Regions from separate parts of the Mus musculus genome. Here all the other regions are linked to region 1. The links are chromatin contacts, called in public promoter capture Hi-C maps. All regions are on one chromosome and are shown on one strand. The core of a region is the stretch at or near the end of the contact, and the rest is flanking DNA. Distances in the headings are between cores, read along the strand shown. Region 1 holds the start of Rest (RE1-silencing transcription factor). Region 2 holds the start of Stim2 (stromal interaction molecule 2). Region 3 holds the start of 4930524J08Rik.

What was found. Promoter capture Hi-C pulls out the DNA fragments that hold promoters and counts their contacts.
Region 2: a promoter capture Hi-C map of pre-B cells shows a contact between it and region 1. The contact joins the promoter of Stim2 here to the promoter of Rest in region 1. A contact is called at or near these places in 1 of 39 promoter capture datasets (pre-B cells) and 1 of 484 Hi-C or Micro-C datasets (CD8 T cells).
Region 3: a promoter capture Hi-C map of pre-B cells shows a contact between it and region 1. The contact joins the promoter of 4930524J08Rik here to the promoter of Rest in region 1. A contact is called at or near these places in 2 of 39 promoter capture datasets (cranial neural crest and pre-B cells).

Annotation. Positions count from the first base shown.
Region 1 is chr5:77,263,453-77,267,060 of GRCm38.p6, reverse strand. It overlaps Rest (RE1-silencing transcription factor), which reads right to left and starts at 1,567. Exons shown (of 4, transcript NM_011263.2): 1 at 1,273-1,567.
Region 2 is chr5:53,996,634-54,000,241 of GRCm38.p6, reverse strand. Stim2 (stromal interaction molecule 2) reads right to left here and starts at 1,719. Exons shown (of 12, transcript NM_001081103.2): 1 at 1,208-1,719. The coding sequence starts at 1,358.
Region 3 is chr5:99,977,099-99,980,706 of GRCm38.p6, reverse strand. 4930524J08Rik reads right to left here and starts at 1,772. Exons shown (of 2, transcript XM_030254981.1): 1 at 1,755-1,772; 2 at 1,041-1,670. The coding sequence starts at 1,772. The coding sequence ends at 1,155. It overlaps Hnrnpd (heterogeneous nuclear ribonucleoprotein D), which reads left to right and starts at 1,769. Exons shown (of 9, transcript NM_001077265.2): 1 at 1,769-2,315. The coding sequence starts at 2,083.

The DNA of each region.
Region 1 (3,608 bases), core at 318-2,817:
CCAGTCTCAGAACTCAGTGTGCCTCTTGCAAATTATTAAAGGCAAGATATGCAAAGAATAAAAAAAGTACTAAAAGACAAACTAAAAACCGAAAATACTAAAAGCGGGCCGCTTCACCTAGAGTCTAAAACACAAGCTCGCCCGCTCACTCGCTCGCTCAGTTACATGCCCCAACAAAAAGTTGAGCCCGAATGCCATCACAGGAAACGGCTCTCCCCTAGTTCAACAGCCCCACGGATTCCACAACGGACCTCAACATCCACTCTAAAGCTTCCCCCACGCACCTCGGCAGCCACACTCCCAAGGAAATCTCCACGTCTCTCGGGCAGACTGTGCTAAGCACAGCCCGAGAGCAACGTGTTGCACCGAATTCCTATGTGCCGCTGCCACCAGCGCCGGCCTCGGCGGCGGCATTCCTAACTGAAATAGGCATTCGGCCATTTTCTCAAAATACCAAACACAAAGCAGCTCTTTGCAAACTTGGGCCCTCTTGCTTCCTCTCCGCCACCAACCCGCGGGCGGTGCCTGGGCTCGGACCTCACGCGCTGCCCACCACCCTAGAGGCGCCTCCCCGGCCGGCCGCGGCCCCGCAGCCCCCTCCCCCGCCGCCCGCCACTAGCCCGGCCGGGACTGGGCGGAAAAGTTACCTCGCTACCCGCGTCCGATCGGGCCTGTACCGGGGCTCCGCGGCGCCCTCCCGAGGCTGTCGGCCCCCGGTCGCTGCGAGGGGCCCCACGCGGGCCGCCACCGCCGCCCCCGTGGCCCGGAAGTTTGCGAACTTCGCTCCCCCGCTGCGCAGAGCCAGCGCGGGCCGCAGAAATCGCTGTCCAGCCTGCCGCCGGCGCCGCCCGTGCCCCGGGCTGAGTCAAGCGGGGCGGCCGCCTTCCGGCCCTGCTACGACTGGGGGGGAGGGGGCGGCGAGCCTGGGACGCCGGCGGGGCCGGGGGCGTTGGGCCCGAGGCGGAGGGAGGGCGGAGGGGGGAAGTTTCAGGACCGCGGTCACCAGCAGCGGCGCTCCGGCCTCCGTGGCCCCGGATCTCAGCGCCGTGCGGAAGGGCCTCCCCGTGCTCCGCTGGGGGCCGATGCCCACGCCGCTCCGCACCAGCCCCCGGCCCAGCCCGTGACTCGCTCCGTAACTCGATCCCGCCCCCGCCCGGCCGCCGCGCCGCCCGAGCCACAGTATCTGCAAATCAGCCCTGGACAGCGCCTCGCGCCGCTCCGCGCCTGCCCGCCGCCCTCCCCCGTCGCTCTCCTCGCTCCGCCGCGTCCTACCCTCTGAACTGTGCGCCCACGGTCCGCCACCCCCGCGTCGCCGCCGCTCCAACTCCTTTTCTTTGTTGCTGGACTTTCGGGGGAGGGGAGGGGAGGGAGAGCGGGGAAAAGTTGGGCGTCGAGGCCCTCGAGATCCCGGGGTGCGATCGCGGAGCGGGATCAGACCGCCGGCCCTGGTTCTGCCGTCGCTGCGGTCCCGGCCGCCCGGGTCTGGGGCCCGCGGCCTCGGCGGCGCTCCTCGGTCTTCTGCTGCTGCGCCGCGAGCTCGCGGGAGCCGCACATTCCAGCACAGGACGCTGCGCCGCGCACCCGGCCCGCGCCGTCGCCGCCCGCCCGCCCGCCGGACACGCCCCCTCGCCGTCCGCGCGCGCCCGCCGACACGCCCCCTTCCCCGCCCGCGCGCGTGGCCGCCGAGCGCGCCCCGCCCCTCGGTCCCGAGGCTCGAAGTGGACTCCTGGCCTGCCTGGGGGCGCGCCTCGGGGGAAACTTACCTAATCCGCCCGGCCCCCGACTCCCGCCTTAGGCTCATTAAAGGGGCGGAACCTACTCCCTGAGCTTCTTTCTTTTATAAACAAATAGCAGAAGTTAGCCCCAGCCTTACCCGGGCGTGCACGAGAATTGGGGTTGTTGGAGGAAAAAACGTGCAGGCATTGACCGCCCTCTTGAGAAGTATTGTCACTGGCCTCTTAAGTAAGGCTGAAGCCTCGAAAAATACTGTTCAGGCCTGGCGTGTGGGCTCTCGCCGTTAATCCCAACACTCAGAATGCTGTTGAGACTGGAGGATCAAGAGTTAAAGGCCGGAGTTCAAGATCAACCTGGGCTACTTAGGGACACTAGTGCAAGAAATTAAAAAACAATACAAAACCCGAAAATCGGCCCTGGCTGCACAAGTCTGTAATCCTACTTGAAAGGCGTGAGCACCAGGAGATCCAGGTCATTGACTTGACAAATTGGGGGGCCCGGGGGTGGGGGATTGCTCTTGTCTGCAATCAGACTCAGAATTCAGTAGACAGAGGCAGGAGGATTGCTGAGAGCTTAAAGCTTTAGTGTGCTATGTAAGAATTTTCAGGCCAGCCATAGCTACAAAGTGAGACCTTTCTCAATCAAAGAAACAAAATCTAAGTGCCTGCCTACACAGATCTTTATGCTTAACTGTAATTTTAAGCTTCATGAGGTCAAAATGCTTTCACATTGCAAACTCTTAACCAGGAGAAAATCAGTCCTTGTGGGGGTTGAGACAAAGCCAAGTCCAGTTCAGTACCTGACGTCTTATAATGGGGACAGGGAGTCTCAGGTCCTGTCCCTTCTCACCTGAAATGCTTTTTTAGCCTGCTTTTAATGTCTTCCTGGAAGTGGGCCTTGTAGCCTTTAATTTGTAGTTAGTGAACTACCAGCTAGAGTTTAAAGCTCTCGGCCGCCTTCAGGGCCCGGCATTTCCGGATCTAAATGTGTGAACCTCTCGTTGGCATTACTACAGAGGTAGCAGCAGGTGGGTGCTAAGAGGCTGGAAGCAGAGCTTCAGGTTTCTCTGACATTTTCCTTTACCTCTTTTCTGGCACGCTGTAGAACCCATCTTTCAAAAAAAAAAAACAAAACAAAACAAAACCCTACAATATATTACTAGTTGGTACAAAATTGAAGGCAAGGCGGAATGAAGGCCCTAAGGTACTTGACCACCAAAGATTTCAATGGCTGTTTTTTCTGGGACAGTCTCCCTACATAGTCTAGGCAGGCATCCAAATTGTGGTCTTTCCACCTCTGGAGTGTTGGTCTTACAGGTATAGGCCGCTGCGCACCAGAGTCTTTTCAGTGCAAGCTCCGTGCATTGAATCAGATTTGAAAAGAACTCTTAGAGGAATAAAATTGAGGAAGAGGGAAATGAAAAGCAAACGAAACAAGAACTCCTTCCCATTGAATTGGTGAAGAGAGAGACCAGGTTGGTGGCTTGGGTCAGTAATCCAGATACTTAGGGTTCAAGGCAAAAGGACTGCAGTTCAAAGTCATGTCCAGCTACATAGCTAGTCTGAGGCCAGGCTAAGGATACACAAGACTGGGGCTGGTGAGATGGCTCAGCGGTTAAGAGTACCGACTGCTCTTCCAAAGGTCCTAAATTCAAATCCCAGCAACCACGTGGTGGCTCACAACCATCTGTAACAAAAATCTGATGTCCTCTTCTGGAGTGTCTGAAGATAGCTACAGCGTACACAGACATAATAAATAAATAAATCTTTTAAAAAAATGCCCATGAGGGACTGCCTAGATTAGGCTAGTCGAGGTGGGAAAACCCACCTTAACTGGGTTTTCCCATTAAGAAAAAAAAAAAGATACACAAGACC
Region 2 (3,608 bases), core at 470-2,969, about 23 Mb after region 1:
TGATGACTTGCCTGGTTCAACTGACCAGGATCTGGTAAGTTTTTTGAGTACCTTGAGTATGCTAATCATTATGCTCTATACCCTCCAACTCTCAAAGTGCCTGACAATGCTTACCGACATCCTTCTTCTGTCTGCAACAGGAAATAGCCTGTCACAGAACTCAGAGGAAAGCTGCTATGATCTAAAGACTCCTGAACACTTTGCTGAGCAGCTGTTAGTAACTCCCAGACGCCTGTTGGGCTACCACTGCAGTTAAATTAACAGTGAATCATCTTATTCCTCTTTAATCCTGCTGTTCTTCCAGAAAACCTAGAGATCTACCTTAAAAATAAACACAGCAGCAAGAAAAATAAGTTACTCTACCTCCAGCACTGTGCCCCAGGAAATCATTTCAGGACCTTTACATCACTGCTTAAACCACACCAGATCAGTTATATAAGACAACGAAGGCTGTAAAAGCATACAATTTTCTACTTAACCTTACCAAACATATTTGCAAGTTTTCAGTAAGTGCTAGAACGTTCTGTGTTTAAAAAAGGTACTGGTGCACTCCATCAGAACTATGCTGCCCAAATCCACGTCACAAATATCCTGCACTTGGTAAATTGTAGGTGTGTTTCTGGTTACCTGCTGCGCTTTCTGCACCCTTTGTCACCCAGTGATGCTCTCAAACAGCATATACTTTCCATCCCTTAAAGCGTCCTCGTACCCCCACAAAAACACACCAGACTTTGACGTTTCTTCATACTAACACAGAACCACTAGTGCCACTAGGTGCTGTGGCTCTCAAAGAATCTCTTCAGCAGCTTCCCCTGGGACAGGGCGCTCAGCCCGGCTCTCGATCGGTAAGAAGCTGCCAGCCGCCTTTGCAAAGGCAACAGGGGCCAACTCCATACCGCATTGCTGCTGCTGCTGCCGCCGCCTACTTTCTTTGGCGGCTTTGGGAAGAGGGGAAATGAGCCCAGTCCCCTACAGACCCCACTGGTCCCTTCGGCAGCACGAAAGAGAAACCACTGCATTGCTCAGCTGGGAAGCTCGCAGGAGCCCACTAAGGGCGAAGAAAGCACAGTAGAGGCGCCAGTCGGTGGACTAGGAAGGCGTCCGAAGTGCGACGACCGGCGCCAAGGCAACCGCTAGGCGCCCTCTCGGGGGATGGGGTCCTGCCGGGAGTCCCGCCAAGCCTGCCCGTCGCCCGCACGGGCCTCACCTGTCAGCAGCGCCTGGCGCTCGCCCGCAGCCGCAGCCGAAGGAGACGCCGCCGCTCCGGCCGATCCCGACGCGCGCCGCCCGCGGAGGTGCCGGGGCACCAGATCGCATCCGTCCGCCACGCCGGCCACCAACAACCCGAAGAGCAGCATTGCTGCCCAGCGCCGCCGGAGAGGGCGGCCCGAGGCCCGGCCCGGTGCCACGGCGGGAGGAGCGCTCACAGGAGCCGCCGGCCACTCGCTCACCGCCAGCTGCCCGGGGCCCGGCCGCCTCGGAAGCGGACTCCCGCCGGGTGCTGACCCGCTCCCTTCACCGGCGGCCCGCGAAGCTCGGCTCGCCGCCGCGTTCATTGGTTCCGGTTATTTAAAAAAAAAAAAAAAAAAAAAAGTGGGGGAGCGCAGTGGTACGGCGTCTTCCGACCCAGCGCGACACCCGCGCAGCTGCCGCGGCGACACCGGGATCCGCTGCTCTGGCGCGGCCAAGCCCCAGCCCAGCGCCCGCGCCGCCGCCGCGGCGCATCCCCCCGCCCCCTCCGGCCCGCGCCCGCCGTAGTACCACGCTCGGCCGGGCCACCTCCCTCCCCTCACACACTCGCTCTCATACCAATCCCCCGCCTCCCTCAGCCCCGCCACGGCGCAGGCGCAACGCCGCGGCACTGCGCGTGCGTGGTCGTGGGCCCCGCCCCTAGGGGCGTTCCCAGACCGATAGGCGGGGCGTGGGACAGCCGCCCAGGCTGTGCTTCAGGAGCCAGAGAAGCTGAGCGGGAGGAAGGAGTGAGTCTCGCCCACGCCGTGATCTGATGATGGGCAGCCTGGAGACCTGGATAAAGCGTATCGACGTCGCAGATCCTCTGAGTGCTTTAACCCCGTGGGTCAAAAAAAACCTTGCAGTGGGAAACAGCGGCCTCCCCTAACTTGGATGTTGGTGGGGGTTACCGGTTGCCAGCTTTGTAGAAGCGGAGGGAAACCCAGCCTAGCTTTGTATTTACTTGACAAACATTTGGCAAAGCGCATACCTTGTGCCAGAGTGCTAGGAATTTCTCTAAGCAATTTACAGTGGCATAGTGTAACTCAATCTCATCGCCATTTTACATGTGACGAAACCCAAGCGCTGAAATGTTAAAATAGCTTAACCAACCCACCGGCCCATAGCTAATAAATGGACATGGCCCGATTTATCAACTACTGAATGGAAATGTTCGAATAATGTGCTCTAGCTTCTTACTATTTTCCATGCTGACACTGAAGGCAGTCACTGCCACTCATCTGCCAAACCACCACTTCTATAGACTGCCAGCTGAACAGGTTGCCCCAACTACAACATAGACTTGACCATTTTGCTTATCTGCAATGAAGCAGTTTTGTGGATGCTCTTGCAATTCTGCTCCAGATCCAATTGATCTAAAAGGGGAAAAGAACCGGAATCTATTTCTTCAAGTAGATGCTACCATTGCAATGGGACTATGTTGTTGTTATTGTTGTTGGCTGTTTTTTTATTTTGTTTCAATTGTGGTAGGAGTCCTCAGGATGTGACCCAGGTAAATGGCACTCAGAGGCAAGCTACATACCTCAGAGACCCATATCAAAGCATTTCTTCAGAAAACCTTTGAAATGTAAAAGGAGGTGTTGAACACACACACATATTTAAGAACTCGAAGCTAGGATTGTTAAGAACATAGGTCTGACTACTGTTGGATTTTGTTGTTGGCTTGCAGTTTAGATCAGTTTGTTCCAGAAGTCAAGAAGTCAAATACATAACAATTCCTTAGGAAGCTTGACCAAAAGAATGTCGGGTAGTGGAAGAGGAAGATGCACACTGCAGAAAAGAATCAGGAATAATAACAAGGCTAATCAACCACAATTATTTCTTGACATACTTCTTAGGGGCATTATGTTGGAGGGTGGGGCCGTTCCTTACCGGGCAACAGTAAGTTTCTATTTTGCTTGCTGAAAGGCAGTGAAGCCTTGTGTTTGCTGAGTAGACAGAACTGCTAGGCACCGGATAACCAGGAAGTAAATAAGTTCCTTTCCTACTCTACAGGAGGCATCATTTAATTCATCAGTATTTACTGAACATCTCATATACGCCGAGCAAAGTATTATACGGTGGGGTATTATATTCAGCAGACTAAGAAACACTTGGAAATGTCAAATAAGTCAGAACTTGAAGCTCTAAAATTGCTAACAGTCCTTTCCTAGGGAACTTTACCATCTTGGACAGGAGATACAATTTTTGTCTATTACCTTATAGATTCTTACACGGTTCTGACTCGGAATTAGTTCCTAACGTGGGTAGTACAAACTATGTTACAGCAATAACAATATAAAACCAGGAAAAACTAGCAATCCACTGGGCCCGAGCTTCTTTAAACAAAGATGGCATACGATTTCTTTCAAACACAG
Region 3 (3,608 bases), core at 523-3,022, about 23 Mb before region 1:
GCTTGCTTCTAATTTGAGAGGGGTAGTCCAGTGTCAGCATGGTGGGAAGCAGGCAGGGTAGGCAATGACCTGTGGGCTGAGAGCTTTCCATCCTGATCCACAGGCAGCAGGCAGAAAGGCCTGGTATGGCCTTTGAAACCTCAAAGCAAATTCCATGAATACCATCTCCCAACACAGCCATGCCTCCTAATCCTTCCCAAACAGTTCCATGGCATGGTGACTAAAACATTCAAACATAGGAGCCTTTGGGACCAATCTCTAAACCACTACAACCAGTTTTTCTAAAAGGCTCATCATTTAAATCCATAGGATAAATAAAAACCTCGGGTTCATCCAAGTTGTTGCCAACCTGCAATATTTGACTTGAGTCATCTTATTTGGTCAGTATTTTTGGATGGTAAAGAAAAACGTGGAATCACTTCTTTTTCGCCAATCATCTTGGTGGTTGCCTGTCTGTGATTTGCTCAATGTTGAAGACATTTCCACTATTTGATGCATATTCTTTCATTTTATGGATTCTGTAACAAACTGTAGTGATAAATCTTGTTTTAATCGTTGGGATTTTCAGATTATGTACAGTTACTGTAAATTGACTTAAAGTACACCATGGGAAGCATTTATTTAAAATTTTTTTATGTGTTTTGCTAAGGGGTAATGCCAGGTTGGCCTCAACAGTCCTTCCTCCCTTCTCTGGGATCACAGTTCTGGGATTACAGCGTGTACCTAATTAGCTGGGCTGAAGTCCTGTCCCTGTATGCTGTCTTTTGTAAACTTCTCCAAACCCTGTTTGGAAACTGGATACTTACTAAGCAGTCGAGTGGTTGACGACAAAAAAAACCAAACCAAACCAAACCAAACCAAACCAGAAATTCCATTTTCTTCTAAGTCTTGCAGGAAGCTTCAAAGTCTAACTCCTGAGTAGGAATTCCAATAGGTTTCTTAGCGATTAATTTTAAAATCGTGAATCACACGCCTAACGGCGTTTCATTTTTTTCTTTTTATAAAATCGCCACCTCAACACCACAAACCCAGAAACCTCGTAAAGATGATTCATGACATTTATATATCCTGTTTAATACAAGGACTGTAACTCGTAAAAAAAAAGGAGCCCTGGAGTCGACCTTAATACATACACTTCCCAATCCATAGTGACTTCAAAGAATCGTGGCCGGCGTTAGGCTCTTGTAATAACGGAGGCAAAGCTTAAGACTAGGGAAGCAACTCTGAGAAGAGGCAGCCTCGACCATCAAAGCCGCCTTTGGACAGCGCCGCGGCGGAGCCTCAATGTCACCCGGCGCAGGGACGGCGGAGCACTGCACAGGCGCGGCCCGCTGCCCCACGCAGGTCCCGGGGCCCACAGCCGTGGCTCCCTGAGGGCAGCCTCCACGAAGTCTCCGCTGGGGATGGACGAACCACACCCCTCCAGGTCGGCCGCGCCTGCCAACCAAAGCCGAGGAGCGGCCGGTGACTCCAGGAATCCGCGGAAGGGCGGGGCCAAGGGACGGGGGCGGGGGAGGCCTCTCTAGCCGCGCCCTCGAACCAGCGCTCCTTGTTCTCGATGGTACCCGCGCGCCCCTCTTGCGCACGCCACTTCCGGTCCTCTTTAAAGGCCCGCGCCGCGCGACCGCGGGGCGTGAGAGCCAGTCGGAAAGGGACGGGGAGGGCGGGGCCTGCGCGGGGGGCGGGGCCTAGCGGTGGACGGGGGCGGGGGAGGCGCAAAGGGCGCGCTCCGGAGCCACGTGACCGGGACGCGCCGTTCTTCCGTCGGCCATTTTAGGTGGTCCGCGGCGGCGCCATTAAAGCGAGGAGGAGGCGAGAGTGGCCGCCGCTGCTACTTCATTCTTTTTTTTTTCAGTGCAGCCGGGGAGAGCGAGAGAGCGCGCTGCGCGAGAGTGGGAGGCGAGGGGGGCAGGCCGGGGAGAGGCGCAGGAGCCCTTGCAGCCACGCGCGCGCCTTGTCTAGGGTGCCTCGCGAGGTAGAGCGGGCATCGCGCGGCGGCGGCGGGGATTACTTTGCTGCTAGTTTCGGTTCGCGGCGGCGGCGGCGTCGGCGGGTGTCGTCTTCGGCGGCGGCAGTAGCACTATGTCGGAGGAGCAGTTCGGAGGGGACGGGGCGGCGGCGGCGGCAACGGCGGCGGTAGGCGGCTCGGCGGGCGAGCAGGAGGGAGCCATGGTGGCGGCGGCGGCGCAGGGGCCGGCGGCGGCGGCGGGAAGCGGGAGCGGCGGCGGCGGCTCTGCGGCCGGAGGCACCGAAGGAGGCAGCGCCGAGGCAGAGGGAGCCAAGATCGACGCCAGTAAGAACGAGGAGGATGAAGGGTGAGTAAGGGGCGGCCCCGGGCAGCCGCTCGCCAGGCCCCCTCCCCCTCCCCGCCATTAGGCCTCGCTCCCGCGACCGCCCGCCCGCCCGCAGGCCCCAGTGCAGTCGCCCCCTCGGCCGCCCCTCTTGTACCTCGGGCTCCCCCCCGGGCCTGCATCTCCTTCCCTGCCTGCTCGCCCCCTCCCCCATCACACACGTTTCCACCTTTAGCCGTCACCATGCTACTCCGCGGCCCGCCCTCTTTCCTCCCTCGCCGCGGGTCTCCTCCCACCGATGTGGCCGCCAGGATTTTTTCCCGCCTGTCGGAGCTTACCCTCCCACCCCACCCCCACGTCTCCCGGATTTCTAACCTCTTAGGCTTAAAAATGCAAACGCACAGAAAAGCTTTTTACCAGGGTTGCCAAGGTTGGTCGGGCGCTTCGCCCTCGCCCCCGAGACGGTGCGATTATTGACACGCTCTTGCTTTGGGAAAGCTGTAGGCTGTCCACCTCTCTTTTCTCCCGCGTCGGCCGCAGGCCATTGCTTTTAAATAGTTTTCGTCTTAGGATTCGTTCGTTCTGTCCACTTTACGCTGTCACCACGACACGCTCCTACAGGCCCTGCGTTTGTGCTGTAGACAGACCGGGCCTGCCAAAGTCCCTGGTCTGCTGGCGCGTTGGTGTGGCTCCGCGGGCTCCATTTAAGTCCTTCCTGGTCGATGGGGCCTGTACTTGACTGGGGCTCTTCCACCTCCCGCCTGCGGTTGCCCTTCCCCCATTCTGCCAAGTTATTCTCTCTATGCACCCTTTTCGCGCCCTCAGATTCTGGGTTGCCTATTTGTACAGATTGTAGTCTTTCCTTATTTAGTCTGTGCAACTACATTTTTTACATCTCTCTCCCGCCTTTTCAGTGCCCAGGAGCCTGTTTTGGTTTCTTCTCAGTCTCACCCTCTCACTATTGTTCAAAGGAGCCCACTCACCCTTTAATACGCAATAAATCCTGTGGTGGTCAATGAATTAGTTTTTTTCAGGTTTTTTTAAAATACTAACTTGCTTCCTTTAATTGAAGTAACTTATATCGCCACCAGAAGCTGCTTTTAATAATGTTAAAATGCAGCCTTTGGGAGCTGAGTATCATTCAGGAGACAAGGAAAGGGGGTTCGATCCGGGTCCTTAGATTTTCTTGTTCCCATTACAGATTGCTGATCTTGAGTTATGGTTTCGATACTTTTTATAGTGGGGCTGTGCGTATGCAATTTTTTTCACTATAACCAGGAGAAAGTTTTGGTGGGGAGTTTTTAGAAAGGTGTCATT